2 separate regions of the Anas platyrhynchos genome follow, and region 2 is linked to region 1. A link is a contact called in public Hi-C data. All regions are on one chromosome and are shown on one strand. The core of a region is the stretch at or near the end of the contact, and the rest is flanking DNA. Distances in the headings are between cores, read along the strand shown.

Evidence for each region. A called contact is a pair of places that touch in the nucleus more often than the background predicts.
Region 2: a Hi-C map of F1 follicle shows a contact between it and region 1, with 2.3 times the contacts expected there. The contact joins two enhancer-like sites.

What each region holds. Positions count from the first base shown.
Region 1 is chr2:46,126,110-46,131,957 of IASCAAS_PekinDuck_T2T, reverse strand. The region is part of intron 5 of SPIDR (scaffold protein involved in DNA repair); the gene reads right to left. Among named protein-coding and RNA genes, the nearest start is that of SPIDR, 32 kb to the right of the region's middle. Within about 2 kb of position 3,192, at least 7 of the 8 cell types and tissues checked have an H3K27ac peak or open chromatin away from gene starts, as enhancers often do. A contact at or near this core is called in F1 follicle, where this site is marked.
Region 2 is chr2:46,205,999-46,211,846 of IASCAAS_PekinDuck_T2T, reverse strand. The region is part of intron 8 of SPIDR (scaffold protein involved in DNA repair); the gene reads right to left. Among named protein-coding and RNA genes, the nearest start is that of CEBPD, 93 kb to the left of the region's middle. Within about 2 kb of position 3,201, at least 5 of the 8 cell types and tissues checked have an H3K27ac peak or open chromatin away from gene starts, as enhancers often do. A contact at or near this core is called in F1 follicle, where this site is marked.

The sequences.
Region 1 (5,848 bases), core at 1,943-4,442:
GACTAGAGCAAAAAGATTTACTTTTAAAATAGCTGCTAGCATAATTAAAGTCTACAAGAAACAGCACTTGCAAGGCTTTTTAAAAGTGTCGGTGTTAACATGAGACAGGTTGGGGGAAAGTCGTAAGTTACAAAAACATTAGTTGTGGCACATTTTTCTTTCTCAGGATGAATCCCAATGTATCAGAAATTAGAGAACTGCAATTAGCTTGCTTAAAATGGGATAGATGGTAGCTGAACTGTGTCTTTGAGGGGCTGTGAGGGCAAAACCAACCTAGAGCACCGTTTAGAGGAAACAAGATTTCGGCAGGCCATGCCTTTGAACTCTGTATTGAACTATGTTTTCTACACCCATCAATCTCTCAAAAGCTTGAGTAGCCCAGGTGTACAAAAAATTTCACCCTGCGTATTCAGAATCACATCTACCTCCATGCACAAGACAACGGAAGAGGAAATCCAATGAATGTGGGCAAAATAATGTTCAGCAAAAAGAGAAAAACACTGGTGTCCTTACAGATTTAGAGGCAGAAAAAGATATTTACAGTAGCATCTTTCTTCCCTCCCCTCCCCACCACCCCAAAAGTAAATCACGCAGCCGTGCGTACTCCTGCATGGTGGCTTTACCATGCTGAGTGACTAAAAGTGACGACGATGACTACAGGCCATACTATGCATCTTGAGATGTTCTCCAGTTCAACACCGAGGGGCCAAATGGGGCTACCGTGTATCTAAAATACTTTACTCTGATGAAAGGTGCAATTATATAGTTAGTCATAATAGCCTCCATACTTTAAAGAAACCCACCTCTCCTCCAGGGGAAGGGAAGGGAATTATGCTACTTTATTCATCCAAACACACTCTCAGTTAAATTCAAATACAACATGCGGACCAGATAAATACAGTGACACACAGCCACAAACACTTAGTAATCCGAGATAGAACAAGGAGATGAATCTTTTAACCTATAATCTTCGCGAAGGGAAACTAAATCTTATGATTAAGAGTTCTGTCATATCTGTACAGGTATCAGCGGAGGCTGTGTTTTCTTCTCAACTGTCACAAGAAATTCATGGTGTGTTTAAGGCCTAAATATGAGCTGAGACGCTGCAAACATTGGGTTTGACACAGGTCTTAAGGGATTTACTTGTTCATATGGCTAGCATGTAACTTCATTTTATGGATGCCCACAAATATTTTGCATACAAGAGTAGGCTGGCTCTAACAATCTTATTCTGTCTTGCCGTATTGTCAGCTCTGCCGTAGATTTGCTCCTTTATTGTTACATTCACCAAGTCATCACTCCATACCCACAAAAATAATTATTTTCGTCCAGGAAGGACTTCCTTGGCTTAGGTCACCTTTCACAGAAATGTAGTTGACTTCAAATAACCGCTACTATTGACACATAAGAAAAGATAAGGAAGATGATTTTTGTGTGTAACTACAGCTTTTGGACTAACACTTCTGGCTACACAGGAGAGAGGGAGAAAACAAGGAACTTCAACCTTTTACGTTTTTTTTTTAATCAATACTCAAAGTCTAATTTCAATATTACCCAAATAATTCAGATACTTTCAGCAGTGAGCGCTGTCTGGAGACCCTCCAGGAGATTCAGTTTCCTGACAAGACAAATGCAGACATAGCACAGACCCAGCTCGCTCAAACCTGAAAGGTGAGGCAGAGTCCACACAACATCCTGATCCACAGCAGTCCCAGCCTCCAAACTGAACGAGAGAATTGGGTTGGATGAAAGACATCATGTTTCAGGGGAACAAGCAAGGGAAAGGGTGGGAAGCACAAGAGAAGAAAAATCACCACCCTTGCCAATGAAGTTTCCAGTTATCCTCACTGATACTTTTACTCTCTGGAAACTCTCCTGAAATAAAATACTTGGAACATTCAGTGTGCATTCAACAACTCTAAACAAATCTAGTGATTTTTACTGTTTAACCTTCCCACTTCCAACATTTTTTTTGTAAGCACTGATGTGAGAATTTTGAAGTCTTTTGTAGATCAGCAACTGCACATACACTCCCCGTACTTACCGCCCGACAAGGGAGGGTGCTGACCAACAGATGCACCACATTCCACATAATTTGCTAGATAACAGAAGTATAAGTCATCTTTATGCTCGCACACATTTTTAATCACCATCCTTTGCCCAACATAGCTTAGTGGTCAGGTCCCAAGAACAATTTTATGGAGTTCTGGCATCCACATTTTTTTCCTAAGCATTCAGTGATCTAGGTTTCCAGATCTTTTACAGTGCTACCTATTATTCTTTAAGATCTTCCACAGTTGGTAATATTGGGGATAAAAATATCAATGATAAAATTTTGTCTATTTTCTTGCATCAGTAGAACTATACAAATAACAAAAACGTAGATCTAAATATACTATAAAGCAATAAAATTACAAAACAACATAAAATGGCTTTATGGGAAAGAAGGATGGGAATTTTTTTCCCCACATTTCACACCATCTCCTTCCCCCCACACACCCAATTTGGGTGAGGTAGGAAGCAAGAACTTTTAATTTTTGCCCTGAAACATACTTGAAGTAATTGCAAGTGAGTGACACCTAGTGATGAACACAAATCTGATCATCCTCCACTCTCCCACACAGAGAAGATAAGCCAGCAAGCACCAACAGGTAACTTAAGAGTGGGTGTTGAATCATGGGAACCTGACACTACTATGTTTCTCTCCCTTAAAAGCCAAACACCAATTGAGCCAAGACACAGAAACCTGATGCACAGCTAAAAAGAACAAAATAAAATAAAATAAAATAAAAAAGGCTAATCTGTGCAAATGAGAGATGCTCAAAACATACCTAAATTATGACTTGTAAATTTGCTTCTCCATTCTCTTTAAAATTAGTCCCCTCTCTCTAGGGACACCAAATCCTCCCTGAGTTCTCATTCTCTATTAAAATTTAAAAAAAAATAATCCCCAAAGCAAATGGAAGAATGGGTTTTTCATCAAATACTTAAGTATCAACAGTTGTCTTAGAGACCATTTACTGATGTCTCTGGCATTACAACTACTGTCCTGTTATAAGGATTTTATGAGTTTGTCAAAGACTTTTATTTTGCCAGTAGTTCCAAAATTATTGCTCACAGAGCAGTTACTGGAAGTGAAGGGGAGGGGAGGGGATCTAGTGTGATTTGTGGTAGGGTTACAGGAAGGAAAAGTATGCTACTATGCAAAGTAGCAACAACACAGTCCCCTGAAAGGGAAGCTGGAATAAAGAGACAGACAAAACCGATCTGACTTTTTAACACCATAACACAAGACAATCTTGCGTATGGGAAGCTCACCCTGAAAGAAGGGATTTCTTCAAGTACCGTATTTTCAAGGGTAGCTCAAACCTCAGGGCTAAAAGAACAAGACACAAACTCCTGTAGGAAAGGGAAGCAGTTAAGCTAGCCCAGCCATGAAGTTTTCATGCACTCTGTGCTGTTTCATGCATTTCATTTTTGTCACGAGCAGGATTTTGTCCCTGGAATCTCACGGCTGCTCCTGCTTTAAGGACAAAATATACACCGATTAAAAATCATTACAAGGACAGAGTCAAAAAAAAAACCAACGAAAAATAGTGGTCAGAGAAGGGGAAGCACTAAACACACACTGCAGCTTGCAGACCTTGTTCTGCTCTGCAAACCCATGCGCATCTCATTTCTCTCTCCTCACAAACTTGTGAAAGGTGAGGCTTTTTTTTTTCTTCTCCCAAATCCTTACCCAAACCTGAAATAAAACTGAAAAACCCTGAACAATTTAAAACCCTGAAAGCCCAAGCTCTTTGGAAAACTAACACAAGAGAGCCACCTATCATGTGAAGACAGGACTGACACTGCTCGTGGAGCCTACGCTGAAACTTATTTGAATGAACTTGACCCAGTTTGGCTTCAGGCCAGTGCTCAACGTCACTAAATGACTTAACAGAACACAGTGTTCCTGGCACGGGCACAAAAATGTGTTGAAATCCATGCCGGAGAGAGGAAAAAAGTCAGTGTATGTTTCAAATTAATAAAGGAAAACGGTAATAAAAAGGTAATAAACACAAAGATGACATTAGATGTGTTTTAAAACACATCTGCTGCCTTTTTTTTCCCCTTCCCATCTCTGATTTAAATTTTATCTTTTGGCATTCCTTCCCTTACCAGAAGTGAAGTGAACGAAGAGTTCTCCCTACGACAAGCCCTTCCCTGCCTAAATCCCAGCCTACGCGCTCTCCCTCTCACCTCTCCTGGTGCTGTACCTGGAAAATTCCAGCACACCTTTCAGCTAGAGAAGGGCGGGAGTGACAAGCTGTAAAGGCAGGGAGCTGCTCATGACTCACTTCCTCTCCAAACCTTCAAGTAAAGGCGACACTGCAGGTATCTCATCCTGTGCTTCTATAGGGGATAATCTGCTATCAAGTTATGTCATTCACAAACGGATTATTCTGAGGTTCTGCCACGAGATAAAAAGCAAACAAGTAGAAGGACGGGCAATATAAACTTGATGAACCATGAACCTGATGTACTTCCTCTGTATAACATATGGATCTGAGCTTGCTTCTCCTCATTTCCTCACCCTGGGACTGCCCCCCTCTCCCTCCCCCCCAAGCCCAGTCTCAAGTCCTGCTTCCTCTTTCCTTCTGTTATCACTTCTGTCTCCTGCATCCCACCCTCCTCTTCCAGGAATGATGAGGATATCTGACACCTGTAGGTGCACGATCACAGCTCACAGACAGGCTGAGAGGACTTTCCCCAGTCACCCATTTGGGTGGTGGGCCCGTTCCACCACCCATGACCCCATCCATGTCCTGACAGCACCTTGCAGCCAGGCCCTAAGTAACACAAAAGCAGGATAACAGACCCAGTAGCTGATCCAGCACCCTCCATCCACCTGCTGAAAAATACAGCATTTTTGCCTACTTACAGATTCTCTGGTAACACACTCAAGGCACGCATCAAGGAGACGATCCATGTCCCTGGCCAGGTCTTCCAACATCAGGAGCACGTGTTACATGTGAAAGTTACACTGAGGATTTTTTGCCTTAACTATTACATACTGCAAGCTACTACTACAACTGCAAAGAAACTGCTAACGAGACAATAAAACTTGTGCAGGAAGTTATTCGGTCCCTGTTTAGTATCACAGAAAATCCGTTCAGAAGTCATCTTCTTTGAAAACATCTTTCAGAGTCCTGCTTGTGACTTAAAATAGTATTAGCTCTAGTACTATAGTGGTTTACCCGTAATGCCCTAAGGATAAAAAAAATACATAATGGGACAGAAACTATGCCCTTGATGTTTTGTGGCTATATTTTTTGATTCTTAAAATGCTTTTTTCTAAGTAACGGCATCTTAAAGTAAACAAACATCTAGAAAGGCATGAAAAATACAACTCTTATACTCTTTTTGTTTACCTCTGTGCAGTACATATACTAAGGGCAAATTCATACGCAAAAAAAAAAAGTTGACCAGGACAAAGTGGGGGATGGGACTTCTTAAAGAATGGATGCTTCAAAAGCTCCCTGCAAACACAATGACCATTTGACAGGACGAACATCTTCACAGAACAGAAGCCACAGTGGAGATGATTATTCCTAATTTACTGTTTTTATGATGGTCATACTGCAGAATGAAGAAGGCAACTGAAGAAGTATCAGATAAAGTATAGGAAGGGAAGGCATTCAAATAGATATACAGATGGCTGATGACACAAGTGACAGGGAATTCATATCAAGACAGGTAAATTTCCAACAACGTGCCTTGACTTGATGGGTTATCTTTAAAGATCCCTCAGGAAGGCACAGAAGGATTAAGATTTATTGAACAAAGACGTGTGTTGGCATTCACG
Region 2 (5,848 bases), core at 1,952-4,451, 80 kb before region 1:
GCCAAAATCCCTCACTGTCTACAACAGAAACACGTCACCAGCAACCACAAAGGATATTAAAATCAACAGATAAAGGTCAGATAAAGCACCAGATAAGGTAGTGCGCACATTAATATCTCAGAGATGCTATTACAAGGTTAATCGGTTATACTGGCAAGATTTAAATTTGAGTTATTTGGTGCCTAAGGAAAAAAAAAAAAAAAAGCAAAATAAATAACTTGTAATTTACACACAAAATGTAAATCAACCATGAAATGTAAATCAACCATGGAATTACAGCTTTACATAACAAAGTGGATACAATGCAATAAAATCGAAGTCTCAGAGGCACAGCCATCCCAAGGGATTTTCATACTGGTATGGCTATACCCCGCACAAGGAAGGGAGCTTTGCCTTATGTTAGCCCCAGGTTCCACCACTGCTCTGCCTTTTCTAAAACCACGGGAAGTCAAACAGAGAGGCTGCATCAAAGTTTAGCTGCTCCAACGCAAAAAAAATGAAACCCACATTTCTAACGCAGATAAGCCCAACACTGGCTGATAGCAAAAAAAAAAAAAAAAAAAAGCAGATTTTTTTTTTTTTATCATTTTTGCCCTCATTTTGTTATCTAACATACAGAACTTGCCTGCTTTCAGGAATGTTACCAACATATCATGAATCAGAGATTTTTTACTTTATGCTTTCTTCTGACAAAAATCAGAAGTTCAGGATTTGAAATGTGACTATTGCAATAATTTCTCTTCATTTTTGATCCTACTACATTTGTAAGACCAGAACTTTAAGCCACCCACAAAACAACAGATGCCTGTTTTGTGTAGGGCTTCAGGGTAATGGCTCCAGCTTCTCACTAACATTCAGCACAAGAGTGTCTGGTTCTTGAAACCAGGAGGGATTACTATTTAGGTCCACACCATTACAGTAATTGGAAGTATTTGTTCACACAATTCCATCTTAGTTTTGAACCTGCAGCTTTTATAGAAGTAATCATAGAGAAAGAGATGGAGGAACAAAGCAAAACGTGGTGCTTTCCCCATAGCCAGCTCGTACTCTCGGAAGTGTTCATTCTTGAGCCCTCTCAGTTCAGAGAAAAGATAAGTCACAAAGATGGGTTTAAGTCTAAGTCTTAAGCCAGACACATCAAAGGGAAAATTACCATTAGTACAACATAAGTCATATTCTAGTAATTAAGGGCCAGTATAGAGCTTAAAGAGCATTACAGCTCCACCTTTATCAAACTATTACCTCTGCTATGTATTATCAACATAGCAAAAGACTTAATCGCCCAGACACTCTGCCAACTCACTCTTCCCCGTAGAAACAAAACACACAAATCTATCTAAAAGGCCAATTTTCAACAGAAATGTACTGAAACTCCAAACTATAGGTGTAAGTTGCCGCGTAGTTTCACATCCCGCTAACGGCATGTTTATATGGCTTCCATGAGCCTGCTGGTATCAGCGTGCCTTGGAGCGTGCACATATAGGGACAGAAACACCAGTCCCCTCCTTCCCAGCCTTCACGAGAGACGCCTTACTCGGTTCATAGCTTTCTTGTTTGTTTGTACACGTACGTGGGTGTATTGGCTTTTATCAGACAAAGAAAGTGCACAAGGAAACTGAGGTAAAGCTAAACTGAAATAGACTTTCACATTTAGGACTCAAAATACTTATTAGCTCCATGCTTTCACTTAACTCACTGGCATACAAAATCAGGCAGTGCAGCTCAGGAACCGCATTTCCAAATTGCCACCATCTTGTACCATGGCCATTCATTTTGCACCGCTGTTTTAACAAAGTAATGGATAACTTAACTCCAAGACCAAGGGGCTGTTTTAAGCTAGTCCTGCAGACCTGGAGAGGGAAATCACATTTACTGTAGATTCAAAAGAGAAAGGAGAACATCAGTGACTTCTCAGAACCTCTACTAAATGGATTTGTCCAACCAATTGAATGTTTTTCTGAGCACATAGCTTCAGTCCTCAGAATAACGACCTACTGTTATAAAACCTGGAAACTCAGCATGCTTAGCTCGATTTCTAAGAGTGCAGGATGTCTCCTTTCCTGACTTTTTTTTAATTTATTTAATAAAATTAAAACTGTTACTGCATCAGCATGTCATGGTAACTGACTGAAAACAATATCTAGTTCTTAAATAGTATCCTTCTCTTGGAGATCTTTGAGAATTACACAAAAATTACAAGGCTCACACAGCAGTTTTAATAAATAGGTGTCTTGTGATTCCTGATTGAGTTAAGGTATTTTTCCCCTCATCTCAGGCAATCAGAAATGAAGGGAGAGGATGGCAACTTGTCTAAAGCGACCCAGCAGAGGAAGCTCTGGCTCACACTACAAGATGTTAGCTACACCAGTTAAAGGTGCTCCCACCCTCACACTGTGGTCTACCCCCACCTCTCATTTATCAGCTTAAGTCTGTGGGTTGTGCTGCAAAACCAGATCAAGGTCTCACCCAACTTGAAAAACAAAGCAAACTAACCCCCCCTGCCTTCAAAAAAAATGAGCATTTGATAGTTGGACCAGCCACCTTTGGCAGAGCCCCTGGTAGAAGCAGACTGGGCCATGTCACAGGAACACGCGGGACAGCCGGGGTGAAGGTGTGCCACGGGCCTTGACCACGGGTGCCAGAGCTCCTGGTACCATCCCCTACCTTACACTCTTTGCTGCCTTAAAAAAACATGCAAATTATAATCAAAACCCAGCTTCCAAGGGCAATGAGGTCTTCAGCACTAATACTGACTGTGACTTGCTGCAGCACAGTTGTGGTAGGCAGCCAGGAACTGCCCAAGGGTGTGAAAGCTGCTTCCAAAATCGTTTTTTTAATGTAACCTAGTTCCTGTAAAAACTGAAGCACCAAAATGGTTCAAATCCTAAGTTAACAGAAGTAAAAGAAAAATCTAAAACACTAAAGACTGCGATTTAAATACCTTTCTCAAAGTGTGGTACCTAACCTCGTTGCAGCTTAAGTCATTTATAATGTACCCAGAGTTGACCTTAGCTTTCTCACAGTGAGAATTTACACTCTTTAAGATAGGGCTCTTTATAGGGAGGCCCCTTATTACACTTGGGGCAGTGCTCTGCACCTTTCAGAAACTGCCTTCAGGCGCCCTGTGGCAGACAAGCAAGCTGCGTGCCTTTATGCTAGGGTGAAAAGTGAGTAATCACTGTACGAGCCTCTTAACAGATCATGTTCAGGGTCTTCAGGGGAAGAAAAATAAAAAGACAACAGAAACCTTTGACACAGAATTGACGTCACTTCTGATAGCAGTGTTTTGACACCAGCCTAGCAGAGACATGTAAGTGGGGCCGTGCTGTTTGCTCTACGGATCGCAGTTTCTTGCAGGTAGCTGGTGGAGAACCAGCTGGTTACAGGTCTGTGAGGCAGAATAACAACAGTCTCAATCACAATATGGAGCACTGACAGCAAAGCTGGAGACGGAAAGAAGAGAAATAACACACTTCAAACCACAAAAAGAATAAAGTAGGTGAAACTTACCACTGCCAGCGTGCTACAGAAGCGTAAGGGGACGGTGCTGCCTATAGAAATGCTTCTCCACTCCTCTGCCACAGGAGGCAGGAAAAACAGCTGGCAAGGTACCCAGGAATCAAGATGCTAATTCACAAAGAGTAAAATAATACACAACTGAAACTGACAGCATCTGTACAAAACTGATTCAGCTTGTCGCTGAGATGCTCCATGAAACCATCTGCAGAGCGTTGCATGCTGGCAGAGCCCTTGACCTGCATCCACACACGCAGGACATGGGTGTTTTACACAGTTCACTTTATTCCTTTGTTTTAAAGAGTTCTGTGGGTTTTGTTTGTTTGTTTGTTTTGACTTCATTTTTTTGAAGCAAATAAAAAACAAATGCAAGGAGGTCAACTGAACTCACAAGGCAGGAAGTTACTAAGTTGTTTTGTTTTTTTTTTTTGGCTAAGCTTTTAGGCCAGTGACTTCCCCAGAATTACCACCAGTACATCTCTGCTAATGGTTGAGATAGAAGCATGGCCACCAGGGCTTTTAAGCATTAATTTCTAGAATAAAAGCTGAGTCCTGCCCTTATTATATGCTTCACCACTGCTAATGTAAACAGCGCTGACCTACCGATTGATGGCAAATCCTAAGCTTTCCAAGTGGAGACAAAACCTCACAAAAACTCCTTTCATTACGGGAAGGCAGAGTGGTCAGAAATCAGTGTGGACTGGCAAGATACATTGTCTGGATCGCAGATAGATCAAAGTAGCTGAAGTTCTTCATGTCATCTAAAACCTGAGCTTTGCAGGAGATCTTTGGCACACACACCTCTGAGTCAGCAAATCGCCTTCATTTGACTTTCCAAAGTGTTAGGGTTTATCTGATGATAAATCCTCCTTTTTACTTAACACAAGGAATTAAGAAGCAATTACATTATATTTACACATTTATAAACTATGGGTTGCCTTTTTCTAAGGGCGCTGGATCCTTTAATCCTTCCTTAATCTAATCAAACAAGTGGGCGACAAATAAAGCACAAAGGGATGTGGCTGCCCAACCACAAAGTTGCAAAGAAACAATCCAAGACTCCGACAAACGATGGAGGACAGGCAAAAAGATCAGCTCCAGTGGGAGCAGAGCAGTACAGGCAGCACAACAAATACTGCTGGCTTATATTCAAAGCTGCAGGGGTATAACTTACATCGCTGCAATGTATTTCCACCACATACAGATATGGGGGTTTAAACACATCCATTTATGATACCACAGTGCCTCAAGCTGTGAGAAGTCTAAAAAAATATGTAGACATTTGGACAAAAAACAGCCTAAACTTATATATCACTGGAATTGATCTAGAAGCGTTTGGTGTTTTTGGAGCCAAACGTTCAATAAATGCTGAAAAAAAGTCCAAAATGTTTGTTGGGGGAAAAATACCACTTCCTCAGTAATATGAGGAAAAAAAGACCAAGCTGAGAAAACTCTTAACTTGCTTCATATTGCAAATGTCTCACTTTTGGATACTGACAGTTCATTACACAAACCTTTACAACAGTTTACCAGAAGCACTTACTAAGCTTCAAGCCTCAGAGAAAAGATAGAAGGATGGGTTTTCCTTCCAGGTGAATGAATAAACCCCAGCATTGCACAGATGACAAGTGAAATACCACATTCCTATTGCAGAGCTTTAGTGGGAGTAGGCAAGTTGGGTATGTGGTGCTGTGTCACCAGAGGGATTTCTGTTTGGGAGAAGCTGGAGCTGGGTTTCCCAGAAGTGTCAGCCAGGAGCATCAGGACTGGGCAAAGCCCCACCTCTCCCCGAGCAAGCACCCTTGGCAAGTATTAGCCCTATATTACGCATTGCTTAACTTGCAGAGGAGTTCAGATTCTTTTTCCCCCCTTAGCAGAAAGTTTACTTGCCTAGACCAAACCCACATACGGAAAAAAAGAGCTCTGACAGCAGCCATTTCTGAGTTTTTCTCCCGAAAACGTGTATACTTCACATTTTATTTTTCCAGACAAAGCTGGAGACAGCAGACCAAGCTGATGCACAACACTCTGTAAATCAGACAGGTTTATCTTTACTTGCGGTTGGGTCAACTACCAAGGTTTAAATTATTTCTTCATCCAAGTGTCATCCAGTCACCAGCTTTGAACTTCGTAGTTCACAACCACGATGTGAAAAAGGGAGCTTCCACCACAGGAACAGTGAAAAATCCAGTGAGAGAAAACATTGTTAGGCATTTGCTTGGCTGGTAGCAGGCATGAGGAACTTTAATCAGACAACAGATAAGTATTCGCTTTTAAAAATTTCAATGACAAATGAATATAAACACGGCGTCAGTGTTATAATCCTTGATCA